Regions from separate parts of the Mus musculus genome. Here region 1 is linked to region 2. A link is a contact called in public HiCAR-type data. All regions are on one chromosome and are shown on one strand. Each heading gives the region's core, a stretch centred on a gene start, on an enhancer-like site or on the middle of the called end of the contact. The rest is flanking DNA. Distances are from core to core; before and after follow the strand shown. Region 1 holds the start of Ints2 (integrator complex subunit 2). Region 2 holds the start of Znhit3 (zinc finger, HIT type 3).

Region 1 (4,014 bases), core at 699-3,198, 1.3 Mb after region 2:
AGTAACAATAGCTTTCAGATACACAAGGGACATGAAAGGATACAAAACCAGCCTGGAGTCTGGGGGGGGGGGAGTGGGGAGCAACGTAATTTTAAAAGCTCAGTCATTCCCATAAAACCTTCCACTCTAGAAGACTTTCTCCTCCTCAGTCCCCACTCAGAGTAACTGACCTAATATGTAGCTAATCTTCTCTGAGCAACATTTTATAACACAGAAAGCAGCTCTTAGGAATTTAACTAGAAAAGACCTCTGTCAAATGCTTCTCAGACATTACTCTCCCTTTGCTGGGGGAGCTCTGACAGACCTGAGCATCATTACAACCCCCTCCTCTGGAATATCAAGTAACTCCCAAGTCCTAACACACAAGTGAACTTTACCTAAGCTGCTGTTCTTTGCTGGCATCTTGTTCTAGAGCGTGGAAGTCCACAGACAACAGTGCAACAATGGAGTTGACAGCTTCCACTCCAGACAGGAGGCGAAGTATAAGTTTCTTATCCTGTGCCCAACTTTGGCTCTGGTCAGCAGGAGCACAAAGTGCCATCCTCACCAGGCAGGGCAAGAGGAGTCTTAATTCCGGATCACTTAAGGACGCCAGGCGGACAACATCCACCTTCTGCATAGCTTCAAAAGCAAAAGGGCTGACAAACTGCAGGCCTGTACCCTCGGGCGTCATCGCTCTCGATCCTAAGGAGTCCAAAACAACAAAATGAAAATCGGTATCTACTTCCCACATATATGACAACCTTCTTTAAAATCTAACAAAGTATACTAAATACTTAGTAGGTCCTTGCATTGGCAATGTTGTTGGCACAATTAAAGCTCAGGTTTCTGTCTCTATGTTTCTACTGACATCTGGAAGATAAGAAGGAAAACTGCAGATTAATGTTTCTTCTCAATTTAGAGATCATTTGCTCTAATACTTTGTGTCCCAGTGAACCCTCCTACCCTGAACACAGCCAAGACTTCCCTCATTATGCCCATTACATGAGTTCCATGAAATATGGAGAGAAAATGAACGGCTGCAGCCAGATCTCTTTCATTTTACAAGCCTACCAGATAAATATAAATATCAGTTGGGCTTCTCTTTCTACCTCCCAACTACATGGAAACACTGGTAAATCATCTCACGGGCCAAAAGTAATGTCAGAGGCATGGTTCTGAAAGCCACAACGCTATTCCGTACCCCTATTGTTATAGAGGTAGATGTGTATGTACAGTCAGCTGAAGGAGTTAAAGAGAGTCTCACTTGGGCACTGTGGTTTTGAGTAAATTTTCAAAAGGTAGCAGAAAAGAGAGGTGACATGGAACAGTTAACAGAGACCACTCAGTCTTAAGACCTACTCCCTAGCAGAGCTGTGGACAAAGAATCGTAGGCAGAAATGCTGCTGTTTCAATAGTAAGCGCTGGTCTTTTAACAGTAGAGTAAGCTCAAGGCAGAGGTGACAGGACTCAGGGGTCTCTGCCAGGCAGCAATGAGAATCGAGTGACCCGGGCTGCGAAGAGTCAGGCGGACTTCAGACAAAGCGGCACTTGGGCCCGAGAAGCCGACGCTTCATACCTTAAGATCAACCCTCCAGCCTCAAGGGACCCACTCGGATTCCGCCTCCGAGAGCCAGACGAGGCAGAAATGGAGAGCGCGGTCCGAAGTTGGGCCTAGGTGATTATCCAGATCCCCAAACCCCGGCAATGCCCGGAGTCGACTCAGGCACCAAGAACTCTGACGCTGGCACCAACAGTGCCGTCGACAGAGCGAGAATCAGAATGGGGACACTGCAAAAAAAAAAAAAAAAGTAAAAAGGAAAGGGAAAAAAAAGGGAGAAGCAACCAGGAGAGAGGGGAAAGCAGAGACTTAGTTCAACCTGCACCCTGCACCTCCATTCATCCCAAGCTTCTGGCACGCGCCGGCCACCGTACAGCACTGAGAAGACGTCGGCGGCGATAAGAAAAGCCAGCTTAGGGCCGCTCTGCGCATGCGCAGGCCCGCCCCTTCCTCCGTCACCGCCCTCCCCGCTTCCGAAAGCGTGGAGTGTTACACTTTCTTGTTTTCCAGAGCTTTTCTCTTGGAACCTTGTCAGATGAGTTCCTAAACGGTCAGAGCGAAATCCCGACCCCCGAACCAATTATCGCGACATTTAAATAACAATAATGTATTAAATGGCAAAAGTTGTCCGCTCTGTTCCTCCACAGAAATTTGCCTAATGGAACCCGATTGCAGCCTCCTTTAAACCCCTGCCGGTGCGGTCTAGAAAGTTCTAGAATCCCAAGACCTGTGTGTAGGGGAATTTTAAAAGTAATGAAGCCGGGCAGTGGTGGCGCACGCCTTTAATCCCAGCACTTGGGAGGCAGAGGCAGGCGGATCTCTGAGTTCGAGGCCAGCTTGGTCTACAGAGTGAGTTCCAGGACAGCCAGGGCTACACAGAGAAACCATGTGTCGAAAAAAAAAAAAAAAAGTAATTAATCATAAGTCTATACACTAAGGCCAAAGTGTAATAACTTTTCATTATTTAGTTTTATGGTGTGTACCCAAATTATAAGCGCATGCTACCACTTCCGGCTTGCATTCGAGGTTGGTTTTGTTTTTCAGACAAGGTATATGTGGTCCTTGTTGGCCTGGAGTTCATTATGTAGACAAGGATGACTGGTACTTGACACAACCCCTCTGTCTGCCCAGGGCTCATACTAGAGGCTCTATGTTTGGTAGCTTTCTCGGGTCTCGAGGTTACAAAAATCCTATTCAAGAGTGAATTTTAGGAACGAATTCAGTGGAACCTTCTCAATATTATATGTGGCACTTGTGAAAGAAAATCAAAACTAAAGTCTCACCATCTTAAAAATTGCAAGTCTATTTATCTCATAATAAATGTTCTGGAGACAGCGCCACACTATGTAGTCCAGGCTGCTCTGAACTTCTGCTTCAGCCTTTCAAATTGTGGAATTATAGGATTGTGCCATCTTCACCAGCTTACGTTTTTTGTTGTGGTTGTTGTTCCTGGTTCACCCAAGGTTTGCATGACCTTGCGCGCGCGCGCGCGCGTTTGTGTGTGTGTGTGTGTGTGTGTGTGTGTGTGTGTGTGTGTGTGTGTGTGACATTTGTGCATGTGTTTACTTGTGAGAAAAAAGAATAACTCATGGAAGCTCATTTTCTCCTTCCACCATGTATGTCCTGGGACTTGAATTCATGTCATCTGGCTCAGCGACCAACACCTGGCATGCTGTGCCATCTGTCAAGCCTCTGAACTATTTTATTAAAATGCAGCTTTTGGGCTGGAGAGATGGCTCAGCGGTTAAGAGCACTGACTGCTCTTCCGAAGGTCCTGAGTTTAAATCCCAGCAACCACATGGTGGCTCACAACCATCCATAATGAGATCTGATGCCCTCTTCTAGGTGTCTGAAGACAGCTACAATGTACTTAGATATAATAATAAAGAAATCTTTAAAAAAAAAAATTCTGCTCTTCAGAGGACCTGAGTTCAGTTCCCAGTACCTATACTTGTGGCTCCAAAACTCCAAGGGGTTTGACACCCTCTTCTGGCCTCTGCAGGACACACACACAATAGTTTTTCCTTGTTTGCTTGTTTCCTTGCTTGCTTGGCTTGGCTTGGCTTGGCTTGGCTTGCTTATTAAATATTTCTGAGCAAATGTGGCGCCTTTCAACCCAGCACTTGGGAGGCAGAGGTAGGCAGATTTCCTGAGTTCAAGGCCAACCTGTTCTACAGAGTGAGTTCCAGGAAAGCCAGAGTTACACAGAGAAACCCTGTCTAGAAAGAAAAGAAAAAAAAAAGTATTTCTGGAGCCAGAGAGATGGCTTAATGGTTAAGAGCACTAGCTGATCTTCCAGAGGACCAGAGTTCACAAGGCAGCTAACAGTCTGTAATTACATTTCCAAAACTCTCTTCTGGCCTCTATGGGCACTGAAGACATATTGTACACAGAATATGCAGGCAAAACACCTAAACTCAGAAAAAGGAAATAAATGAATATTTAAAAACAAAAAAAAAAAATTGAGCATCCTT
Region 2 (3,967 bases), core at 76-2,575:
CTGGTGGCTCCTATAATCCTAGCATTTGAGGATGACAAAGCATGATCATGATAGATAGGCCAGCCTGAACTACATAAAAAAAAAAAAAAAAGAGCCAGTCTCAGCTGGGCCGTGGTGGCTTGTGCCTTTAATCCCAGCATTAGGAAACTAAGGCATGGGGATTGTGAGTCTGGGAGGAGTATAGAATATATAGTTCAGCCAGGCGTGGTGGTGTACGCCTTTAATCCCAGCACTCGCGAGGCAGAGGCAGGCAGATCTCTGAGTTCGAGGCCAGCCTGGTCTACAAAGTGAGTTCCAGGACAGCCAGGGCTACACAGAGAAACCCTGTCTCGAAAAACAAACAAAAACAAAAACAAAACAAAAAAAGGAATATATAGTGAATCTGAGATACTCTTTCTCAGCACAAAATAAAACAGCACTTGGGAGGCAAGAGGCAGGCAGATCGCTATGAATTTGAAGCCAGCCCGGTCTACAGAGCGAGTTCGAAGGCAGCCAGAAACCCTTTATTGAAAAGCAAACAAAGAAAGAAGGAAAATGAAAGAAGAAAAAGAACCAGCCGGGCGTGGTGGCTCACGCCTTTAATCCCAGCACTCGGGAGGCAGAGGCAGGCGGATTTCTGAGTTCGAGGCCAGCCTGGTCTACAGAGTGAGTCCCAGGACAGCCAGAGCTACATAGAGAAACCCTGCCTCGGAAAAAAAAAAAAAGAGGAGGAGGAGGAGAACCTGTCTCAAAATACCACACACAGAAAAAGAAAATTTCTCCTATTGTAAATAATAAACAACCATATTTTAAAGACAACCATTGCTGGCTAATTGACCTCAGCCAAGGCAGTTTCTGCGATAGTGAGGGGCTACACTAGAATGTCAAGATGAATAAATAGCTAAGACTTTTCCCAAGAAAGCAGCTGACTTGCTTTGGATTATTTGAGACAGGGTCTCAGTCTGTAGTCAGGCTGGCTTTGAACTGGCGGGAATCCTCCCGCTTCGGGTTCCTGGGGGCATGGGGCCTGTACGGTACAAAGAAGGAGCAAGGGCTGCGACGGTGTCCCGGGGTCTTACCTTTGTGCTTCTGAAAACAGGGGACCGAACAGCTGTAATGAGACAGACAGGCTCAGGTCAGCACGATCAGCACGAGCGGCCGCAGCACGTACCCCTTGCCCGCAGCCGCCGCCCGCAGCCCGGCCTCCCTCCGAACCCACTACCCGCTCTGGCTCACTAGGGCACGCGGCAAGTCGGGCAACGGTATTTCGGCTTCTCCAAACAGACCACACAGACCGCAGTCCTACAATTCAGCGACGCCATGACTTCCCAGAAGACACCCGCGCTCACTCTTTTACCTAAACAAGGGCCAATCACAGCGCTCCGCACTCATTGGCAGTCAGAAGCAATGGATTGATCCTGTTCTCTATTCTAGGCCTCACCTGTAGAGTGTCGATACAGTAGATGTGCATTTAGAGCTGCTGCGTCAAGGATTTTTTTCCTCTGATTAGATCAGGCCACGGAACTCAGGATTTTTCTGCCTCTGCATCCCTGACACTGACATCACAAGTGTGCACCACCATGCCTAATCAAAGACATTAAAAAAAAAAAAAAACTGTATACGTGTGCGCCTGTGCCGGGGTAAATGATGTCCCTGCCCCAAGAGAGACCAGAAAAAGATATCAGATCCAATGGAGCTAGAGATAGGCGGGTTTGAACTTCCTACTGTGAATGTTAAGACTCAAACTCTGTAACAGCATCTAGCGGTCCTTACTGCTAAGCCACTTCTCCCAGCCCAAAAGACATTTGAGGCTGAGCTGCTGACAAATGCTTGTTGAACCCCGACTGTGAGTTCTACAATGTCCAGACACTGGGGATGATTGGAAGACGGTCTCTTCCCTAGGAGCACAAGGCTTGAAGTGAAAACAGAATGGGGAAAGGACTAAGGAAGAGACTGGAATTTTAGTGTCAAGCCGTGCATTTGCACGACTCTGAAAATGAGCCTGTAGGTTTTCTTGTGCTTCATGCCACTACAAGCCATGGTGGAGTTGACTGACTGCAGAGCAGATCAGTGGCTAGGCTAAAGGAATCCAGGCTAATGAGTCAGAATAGATGGGCTATGACTAACCTTGAAGGCTACTATAGACTTTAGTTATAGACAAAATCGTGGAGTCAGTTGTGTTAAGGTCTGAGACCCTGTTGCAGGGTGTGTCACCAGGCCCTACTTGGAATCCTGTTTTCTTTAAGAAACTTGCTCCTCTCTGAAGCTCTGAATTTGGTCTAACCTAAACTCCAGCTTCCAGGACCTTAAATCATGTTCCTCTCCCAAATGCCTCCTCCTCATCTATGTGGCCCATTCAGGCTCTAGGGTCCTTTGTTGATTTGTTTGTTTGTTTTTGTTTTTGTTTTTGTTTTTAAGACAGGGTTTCTTTGTGTAACCCTGGCTGTCCTGGAACTCATGCTGTATACCAGGCTGAGCTTGAACTCACAGAGCCGGCCTGCCTCTGTTTCCACCAGCCCTGCTCTAGGGTCCCTGTTAATAAGTGTGCGCATGAGCATCTGTGCCTGCTGAGATGGAGCTGCTGCAAACTAGGCAGTGCCTGGAGCCCTGACTCCCACTCTTTGAGTGTCTTAGAGGGCTTGGTTGCTACCTGAGCCCTTTTATCAATTAAAGTGGATGTCCAGACCTAAATTCTTGAGCTATTGAAAGACAAATGGAAATCATACATATATATTTTTTAACCTGTAGCTGGCAAAAGGGTTATTTCCATGATACTCGGAAGGAGTCTAATCTCCTGGATCTCTGCTACTGACAATTTGGTCTGACTCGGTAGAAAGGATGGGAAATGAGTAAGAGTCCTTCTTTAGTATCATGGGACCGCTGGAAGGCTCTCCAGGCCCAAAACACTGTCCTTCCGCTAAATCAGAAGGCCCCTTTGGCTCTCTCTTTGCTCCCGTCAGCCCGTCAAGAGCTTGCTTAGAATCCAATACAAATTCACACTGACCCAATAACCCTTTTCGTTCCTAGTCTTCAACAGAGATGTGACCTTTGGTTTCCAGAAGGTCCAAATTAAAATGGGACAACCAGAGAAGGCCAACAACTCATCCATGATCACATTTGAATCTGTGTCCTGTGTGGCAAGGGTATAAACTGTCACAGACCACCCGGATTTGTATTGTGTGTTTGTATGTAATGGCTGAAACCGAGAATCTCTCCTACACACACTTCCTGTGGTGGAGATGCTGCTCCCTCTATTCTGGAGGTCCCTAGCTTCAGGGATCACTGTCAGACTTTCTTCAATGTCCAGGACAGGAAAGGAAGTGTGAGGGGGACCAGGTGGGGGAATACCGAGGACACTGTGAATCCAGACTCGTTATCCAGTTGACCACACTTGAGGTTCCAATGGGAGCATCCTGGCTTTCTATGAACTCCAGTTAAACCCATCTTAGATGCCGCGTACTCCTCCGCAAGAGCCTGAAGAGCAGTGAAAATCCTTGGAAAGAAGCGAGACAGCAAAGAAAGGTTTCAGAACTCAGGTACCTAGCTACTGGCAGTCAGGCGCCTGTGAGCCTCCAGAGACTCTCGCAGTGTTGCATGCCAGCAACAGGCACCGCCAGAGGGCGCTGCAGGCCGCCGTTGGATCGGTGTAGCGACTACTCTTAGAGCCCAGCACACACCCCACTTTATGCTGTAGATTAAGCTGCTGGCAGCTTAGAAAAAAAAGCTAGAGTAGTAACTAAACCGTGAAGCGATGAAAAGAGAGTCTCCTGGGAAAAAGCAGGACAGTCGCCAACCTCGGGCTCTAAATGCTAAAGGCTCTCCAGGGCCAGCTCTCAGTGCCTCTTAGCTAGGAGCTCATGTAAACTCCAGGATAGTGGCAGTCCACCTGGAAGCTGACCACCTATGTTAGCCTAATGAGAATCTAGCTGTGCTCTGGGAACTTTGGGGTTACTAGCCTAGAGCAGAGTTTCTCAACCTGTGGACTCGT

What was found. HiCAR-type assays count read pairs that join an accessible place to other places.
Region 1: a contact with region 2 is called in a HiCAR-type map of astrocytes, with 4 times the contacts expected there. The contact joins the promoter of Ints2 here to the promoter of Znhit3 in region 2. A contact is called at or near these places in 2 of 39 promoter capture datasets (both in liver) and 1 of 115 datasets of contacts at active chromatin or transcription factors (astrocytes).

What each region holds. Positions count from the first base shown.
Region 1 is chr11:86,255,646-86,259,659 of GRCm38.p6, forward strand. Ints2 (integrator complex subunit 2) reads right to left here and starts at 1,949. Exons shown (of 25, transcript NM_027421.3): 1 at 1,559-1,949; 2 at 378-684. The coding sequence starts at 673. The region is part of intron 2 of Brip1os (BRCA1 interacting protein C-terminal helicase 1, opposite strand); the gene reads left to right.
Region 2 is chr11:84,915,041-84,919,007 of GRCm38.p6, forward strand. Znhit3 (zinc finger, HIT type 3) reads right to left here and starts at 1,326. Exons shown (of 5, transcript NM_001005223.3): 1 at 1,216-1,326; 2 at 1,059-1,090. The coding sequence starts at 1,301.